Regions from separate parts of the Sus scrofa genome. Here region 1 is linked to region 2. The links are chromatin contacts, called in public Hi-C maps. All regions are on one chromosome and are shown on one strand. Each heading gives the region's core, a stretch centred on a gene start, on an enhancer-like site or on the middle of the called end of the contact. The rest is flanking DNA. Distances are from core to core; before and after follow the strand shown.

The links. Hi-C and Micro-C count contacts between places; a contact is called where the count stands out from the background.
Region 1: a contact with region 2 is called in a Hi-C map of skeletal muscle, with 4 times the contacts expected there. The contact joins the promoter of NELFCD here to the enhancer-like site in region 2. A contact is called at or near these places in 1 of 5 promoter capture datasets (liver), 4 of 47 Hi-C or Micro-C datasets (embryonic fibroblasts, liver, skeletal muscle and 1 more) and 2 of 2 datasets of contacts at active chromatin or transcription factors (alveolar macrophages and skeletal muscle).

What each region holds. Positions count from the first base shown.
Region 1 is chr17:59,126,948-59,130,609 of Sscrofa11.1, reverse strand. NELFCD (negative elongation factor complex member C/D) reads right to left here and starts at 1,534. Exons shown (of 15, transcript NM_001113698.1): 1 at 1,413-1,534. The coding sequence starts at 1,499. LOC106506736 (a long non-coding RNA gene) reads right to left here. Exons shown (of 3, transcript XR_001302258.2): 3 at 1,666-1,934.
Region 2 is chr17:59,011,603-59,015,328 of Sscrofa11.1, reverse strand. The region is part of intron 1 of GNAS (GNAS complex locus); the gene reads right to left. Among named protein-coding and RNA genes, the nearest start is that of GNAS, 28 kb to the right of the region's middle. Within about 2 kb of position 2,143, at least 19 of the 83 cell types and tissues checked have an H3K27ac peak or open chromatin away from gene starts, as enhancers often do. A contact at or near this core is called in skeletal muscle and subcutaneous adipose tissue, where this site is marked.

The DNA.
Region 1 (3,662 bases), core at 285-2,784, 120 kb before region 2:
AAGACTGGACTCGACGGCCCTCAGAAATGCCCCAGTTGAAACTCTATGACCGGAGGGTTCACTGGGATGAAAGTACTAGGACATTCTGAACAAGACAACATTAGTCTTAGGTAATTCGTCTGAAGTTAGTTTAGTGGCGGGGTGGAATTACTCCCCGACACCCTGTTTTTTCGGGATCGCTCGGTGGTCCAGCAGTTGGACCAAGTGGCAATGGAGACTAAGCACTGAGTTGGGTCCCACTCCCACCTCATGTATTAGGTTCACGACCTTAGGCAGGTCACTGGGGCCTCCTGTCTCAATTTCTTCTTTTCCAAAATGAGTAGACGAACACTCAACTGCCTCTGGAACGTGGAACAAGGAGTATGAAAGCAGCTAGCGAGCACGGGCTTCCGACTAGCTAAACCCGACTCCATCCCCCGCCCGAAGCTCCAACACCGCGGAATGGTCCAACACTCGGATCTTTGTCACTCTCCACCCCAAACTCTTGAACAAGTCTTACTTTTCAGCAGCTCTCAAAGGCCCTTCAGACGGCGCTCCCTCCCAGACCTCAGGCCACTGCTTCCACCAGGCCACCAACCACACAGGCCTCCTTTCAGCTCCAGGAACACAGCGCCTATCTTTGCCTCCTGGTCCCCCGGCTTCATCGCCCCCGTGCGCCACCCGCCCCTCCACCGGGCACGCCCTGTCCACGCCTCCCCTCCAAGCTATCACTCCGACGTGTCCCAAACACACCCAACCTCGACCTGTTAGAAGGCAGGGTCCGAGGCTCCCGCAAAGGGCAACGGAGTCGCGGTCACCCGGGGGACGGGCCTGAGAAGCTGGATTCGGGCGGGTCTTAATGGGACTCGGGTTGGGGTCCCCCGGCGCCCGCGCCCGCTCCCTCCAGGGGAGAAGGTTCGGGCCCGTCCGCTTCCAAAGTCCCTTGGCCCAAGGATTGATAACTCAGCCAAAGCACTCAAGAGCAGGTTCTACAGGGAGGAGAAGTTCCACGTCCCCCTCGCCACGCGGACCTGGATTCTGTGGGATTTGTAACTACTTTTTAAACTGCGGGGCTGAGCCCAGCGCTCCACCTTCGAGGTGGTGTCCGACGCGCCTGGGCGCCCGGCGCTCCCGGGACCTGGCTCGAGGCCGCCCCGGGGCGGCCGGCGGGTCAGCTCGGGTCACGATCGGGGCCGGCGCCCCTGGGGCCGGACCGCTCACTGCGGGGGCCCCCTCGCCGGCGCCCCTCGCCCCGCGCGCTCGGCCCCGGCGGAGGCGGCGCGAGGGGCGGGCCCGGGCGACGGGGGCGCGCGGCGGGAGGGGGCGGGGCGGGCTGTGCTCGGGCCACGCGGCGGGGGCGCAGCCGGCCCGCCGGCGACGGAAACCAAGAGTCCCCGTCGGGGGCGCCCGGTGCCCCCCTCCCCCGCCCTCACCTGGCCGCCGTCCGCCTCGTCGCCCCACTCGGCCGCGCTCCCGAAGTAATCTTCGTCCATGATGGCGCCCGGCGCGGCCCCCGCCATCCTCTCCCGCGAGCGCGCCCGAGCCCGGCGCACGCATGCGCACGGCGGGCAGGAGAGCGCACGCGCGGCCCCGCGGCCCCGCCCCCTCCCCCACCGCGGACGCGCGCCTCGGCCCGGGCGGGAAGAGCCGGGCCAGGGCTAAGGGGCGGGGCCTGGACGGAGGGGCGGGGCCTGGACGGAGGGGCGGGGCGCAGAGGGCGGCCGGAATTGATCCGGGAGCACAACCTGGCTGGAGCCGCGGGCTCTGGGCTCCGGGCAGACGGGAAGACGTCTCGAACTACTTTCACACTTGGCCCGGGCTCGGGTCCCAGCCCCGTCCCTTCTCCACTGAGAGCTCGTTCTCTGACCATCCGTTTCCTCTTCTGACACCTGGGCCCCAGACTTGGCCTCCGTATCAGGCACAGGGTTTAGGGCCATGAAAATATTTCAGTTCTTCTAAAATGAGAAAATAAATAAGATAATAATGAATCCAGGCTGGATTATATTTGTACAAGTATAATTTGTATAAAGAACTAGCACAGTGTAAAATAAAAATTTTTAATATTTCTTTACAGAAGAAGGGCCCTCAAAGGCAAATGTCATAGTGTGGCCCTGGAAAAGGGGGCCTTACCATGGAAGTAGTTGCTAAGGGTAACTGATATGATGCTTTTACAGGCAGTCAAAAAATGATAGCCTATTAATTTCCAAAATATATAAATACGGAGTTCTATATGCTACGGGTGTGGCCCTAAAAAAAAAAAAAAAGACAAAAGACAAAATAAAATGAAATATACAAATACTCATATAGCTCACTATCAAAAAAACCAAACAACCCAATCAAAAAATGGGCAGAAGGCCTAGACAGACATTTCTCCAAAGAAGGCAAATAGATGGCCAACAGGCACATGAAAAGATGCTCAACATTGCTCATTATTAGAGAAATGCAAGTCAAAGCGACAATGAGGTGTCACTTCACACTGGTCAGAATGGCTCTCCTCAAAAAATGTACAAATAGGAGTTCCCGTCGTGGCGCAGTGGTTAACGAATCCGACTAGGAACCATGAGGTTGTGGGATCAGTCCCTGCCCTTGCTCAGTGGGTTAACGATCCGGCGTTGCCGTGAGCTGTGGTGTAGGTTGCAGACTTGGCTCGGATCCTGTGCTGCTGTGGCTCTGGCGTAGGCTGGTGTAGGCCGGTGGCTACAGCTCCGATTCAACCCCTAGCCTGGGAACCTCCATATGCCGCGGGAGCGAAGAAATAGCAAAAAGACCAAAAAAAAAAAAAAAAAAAAAAAAGTACAAATAATAAATGCTGGAGAAGGTGTGGAGGAAAGGAAATCTCCCTATGCTGTTGGTCTGAACATAAACCGGTGCGGCCGCTGTGGAAAGCAGTACGGAGGGTCCTTAAAAACTAAAAATAGAACTACCATACGATCCAGCGATCCCAGTGCTGGGCACATATCCAGAAAATACGAACTCTAATTTGAAAGACACATGCACCTCAGTGTTCAAAGCAGCGCTGTTTACAACAGCCAAGTCATGGACACGACCTAAATGTCCATCACCAGATACGGTACACATGTACAACAGAAAAGTACTCAGCCATAAAAAAGAATGAAATACTTCCATTTGCAGCAACATGTATGGACCTAGAGATTATCTCCGTAAGTGAACTAAACCAGACAGAAAGACAAATATCATATGATATTACTTATATGTGGAATCTAAAAAACGATCCAAGTGAACTTACTTATGAAACAGAAACAGACTCACAGACACGGAAAACAAACGTATAGGAGTTCCCGTCGTGGCGCAGTGGTTAGCAAATCCGACTAGGAACCATGAGGTTGCAGGTTCTGTCCCTGCCCTTGCTCAGTGGGTTAGGGAATCTGGCGTTGCCATGAGCTGTGGTGTGGGTTGCAGACGCGGTTTGGATTCCACGCTGCTGTGGGTCTGCCATAGGCTGGTGGCTAGGGCTCCGATTAGACCCCTAGCCTGGGAACCTCCATATGCCGCAAGAAGTGGCCCTAGAAAAGGCAAAAAAAAAAAAAAAAAAAGAAAGAAAGAAAGAAAAAGAAACAAACTTACAGTTACCAAAGGGGAAGTGGGGGAGGGATAAATTAGGAGTTTGGATGAACAGATACACACCTACTATAGCCGAAATACATAAACAACAAGGACCTACT
Region 2 (3,726 bases), core at 894-3,393:
CCTGGTAGAGGGAAGTTAACCCTTGAGAACAAACTGCATCACGGTCAACGCAGCAAACGTCTCCTGCCTCCGTGAGCTGTGCTGTTTGTTTTCCCCCCTTAAAGGCCCAACTTGCGAGAATGGGGTCCCAGTCCCACAAATTAGGACAAGACTTTGTTTTTTCACTTGAGCTAATGAATAAAGCACAGGACACAGAGGCAGCTGACGGAATATTTTCCCCACGAACGCCAGGAAGCCGAAATCTGCTCTCCTGTTGCACTTTTTTTTTTTTTTTTAAACAGCCTGAGTGATTTGGGTATAACGTGCACTGGGCGCCCCCCCTCCCAAGCCCTCAGCAATCAATCTTGTCTCCTGCAGAATCCCCAGCCCCCCTCCTCACTGACTAGAATTGTCTCTCTCTAATGAACATACCCAGGAGAATAAAACTTGTTTTTCAAAAGTGTGGGGAAGGAAGAAGAGGAAGGGAGGAAGGAAGGAAAAAAAAAAAAAAGAAAGAAAAAAAAAAAAAGCACACAATGCTGATACTGGGTCTAGCCGGAGCCAAGTTCTCGAGGACAAGCAACCTGTAAACGGCTAAGGATTTCCTCCGCATCTAAGATGTGTGCCTACCGCACAGGGAGTTTGCTTTCACCCTTCAGATTTAGCTTGTCTGGTTGTGAGGAGCCACCAAACCAAAGAACTCACAAAGATGGGCTCTTTTTCTTGAAGCCAAAAAGGTCCCCAGGGGGCCAGATTTCTTACAACCCAACCACTCGGCGGGGTAAGGCTTGCAGAGACACTCAGAACGTCGAGTTTGTGCTAGAAGGGGGCGGAGGACTCCGTCAAAAAATAAAATATAAAATAAAAAATGGAACCATCATTTTAGAATGTGGAGAGGAACATTTGGGGGAGCAAGAAAGGGCCCACTGGGCAAGCAGGCAGCGGTCAGAGCTCAGGGGACCGTGGGGAGGGGGGGCAGGGGCCTTGGTGCTGGCCCCCAACTTGCAGCCTCCCCCTTTGCTCGTCCTACCCTGCACTCCTGGGACCCACAGGGGACAGCACGGGCAGTGGGGTGGATGCCCCCTCCCGCCCTGGACTCCTGGGCCTGCCTCCCCAGCCCTCCTCGGCCAGGTCCCAGCCAGCCTGGCCCCTCAGCTGCGCTGGCCGCTGGCCCTGGCCTCTCTCCAGCTCTGCCTGGTGCAGCTTCAATGACTTGCAACCTGATCAGATCGCTTCCCTTCCAGAAGCTAAGTTCCTAGAGGACAGGCAGCCGTCTTGGGTTCCTGGGTTCAGAGCCCAGTTTACTAACGGCGCTTTTTTCGCTCTCCCTTCTCTCTCTGTCAAACTTTTTATTTCACTCCTGTGTTCCCCTCTCTCTCCCCTTCCTTTGGCACCTCTCTCTCTCCAGGAAAGAACAGGCTGGCGAGAGCTGCTTTTTAACCTCAGGGGGGTTCGCAAACGTGCAGGGGAGGAAAGACAAAGGCAGCGGGTCCCTTTGCCCCCTGCGCAACCCGGGCAGAAGGGCTGAGCAAGGACACCGGCCCCGAAAGGACACAATGCGCAACGTGGGAAAAGCGCTAAGGAAGTCAGTGCGGCAGGGGGGGCTCGAGATGGAGTGGTGCCCGCGGGTCGCATCCTCTTTAGAGACATCCATACATCTGGGCAGAGGACAGGGGGAGATAAGGAGATAGAAAACCCGGACAGGATAAGGGCGGGGTGGGGGATTTCCTGGAATATTAGAATGTCATTTTAACAATAAGTACAACTTCTGGAAGAAAAAGGGAAAGGGGCCGGGGAGAGTATGGGGTGCGGGTTCCCAGCGCCGAGGGAAGGGGAAGGGGCTGGCCTGGCACCGGGGGGCCTTGGGGCGGGGAGACTGAGCTGAGCGGGCATGGCCCCCAGAAGGAAAAAGGCGTGTGTGTCGTGGAGGGGGGAGAACCGGGCAAAGACACCCACCAAATGCACAGGCCCCCAAGCCCAGAATGGCAGGCTGGGTGTGAAAGCCAAGCTCCCTGGCACCCAGCACAGTTTGAGACCCCAACCCCGAGATCCGCCCCCCTCCCCGCAAAAACCTGCGGCTTTTTTCCCTTGCGCTTCCTAACATTTCATCTAGAAAATTCCAAGTGATCCCACTTCCTGCGAGCTTCCCAGGCATTCCACGCTCTCTGCTGACCTCTGGTGGGGGAGGCGCTCTACGGCCCAGAAAAGGGGCCGGACACGGGGGAGCCCACCTGCCCTGCCTTCCCCGCGCCCCCCACCCAGAGTCCTGGCGCCCCTGCATCCTGGCCAAGGGGTGGGCTGCACGTGGGGGGGGGTGACGAGCACGAAGGTAAGGAAAGCTTTCTAGACGCCCCAGAAGATGCGGCGTGTAGGCGAAGAATGTGGGAATAAAGTTTGTTAACTTAAAGAAGAGGATTTTCATGGCAGAAGGGGGAAAACTTTTGCCCGACGTTGATGTATTTTATCAGGTCCTTTGATTTTTCAACTATGAAAGAAAGAGAGCAGGGGACGCGTCTAAGGATGGGCACGGCGGGCAGGTTTCACTGGGAACGGATACGTTCCCATGACGGAAGGGACTCGGGAGGCCCTGGCAGGAGTTCTCGAGGCCCTTCTCGAACAGATGAGCTCATGATTTTACAGCTGCTGCGGGGCGGGGGAGTGGCAAGGATGCCTGTTCTCTTTGGAACCGAGGAACCTGGCCCCAGCCGCCATCAGAGGCAACCTCCCCTCCCCTGGAGACTTGGCCTCAACAAGGCAGAAGTGACCTTCCCCCAAGTCCAGGGTCAGGCCTGGGATGGAGGACAGGGGTCCCAACTTAGCTGGGAAGACTCTTCCTAGTAAGCATGCTCCTTAGCACACAGGGGTTTTGCAGCCCTGAGAGGTTGGGGGGGGGGCGGTAGAGGGGGGAAAATGAGAACTAGCCCTGCCATCTCCGAGACCCTCAAACCCCAACGACGTGCTCATGGATGAAAAAGCGATAAGGAGTCCCCCTCAGCCAGTATGTTCTGAGACAGCATCGCACATCCACCCCAAATCCTATTCCCTCATTTCCCTGCATCCTCCCATACTGTCTCAAATGCCACCTCCTCCAGGAAGGCTCCCTGGGTTTCCCTGATGGAAAAAGGGACCTCTGCCCACATCTGGAGTTCTTTTCTAGCTCTCGATTGGGGTGAGAAAAAAGTCCCACACTCCTCTGCTTCCTGCAAAGATTCTTCTGTGATGGGTACCCAGAAATTATTAATTATGAATCCAGGGGCAAGAGCGAGGCCTGGAGTTTCCTGTGCAATCTGCCATTTTGGAAGGCAACTTGAAAGGGCAGAGTGTGTGTCTGCGGGGCTGGCGGGCGTCAGGGAGGGGGTGTTTGGCATACCTGTTCTAGTCAAACTTTTTAGGAGAGACTCGAAGAAGTTTTACAGTGAGAAGGACACACCCCTCACTTTTCAGATGGGGAAAGCAGGGACCCAGAAGATAAAGGATTTGCCCAAGGCCCCAGAACTGGTTCCCGGAAGGCCCAGGGCACGCAGGCGGGCTGGGGAGGCAGAGGTCACTCTGATAGTGTGTTTTCTGCCCTGGCTAGGGTCTCACAGAGCCACTAGTTCCAAGTGACAGGATCTGTCCTCCGATATCCATTGTTCAACTGGAAAACCTTTAAAGCTGGCCCTGGGCCTTGGGGGCGGGGCTGGGTCCCTGGGAAGGAGGATCAGCGGAGGGGGCTTGGGGAGCTGTGCCTTCCGCCCGCTCACAGGG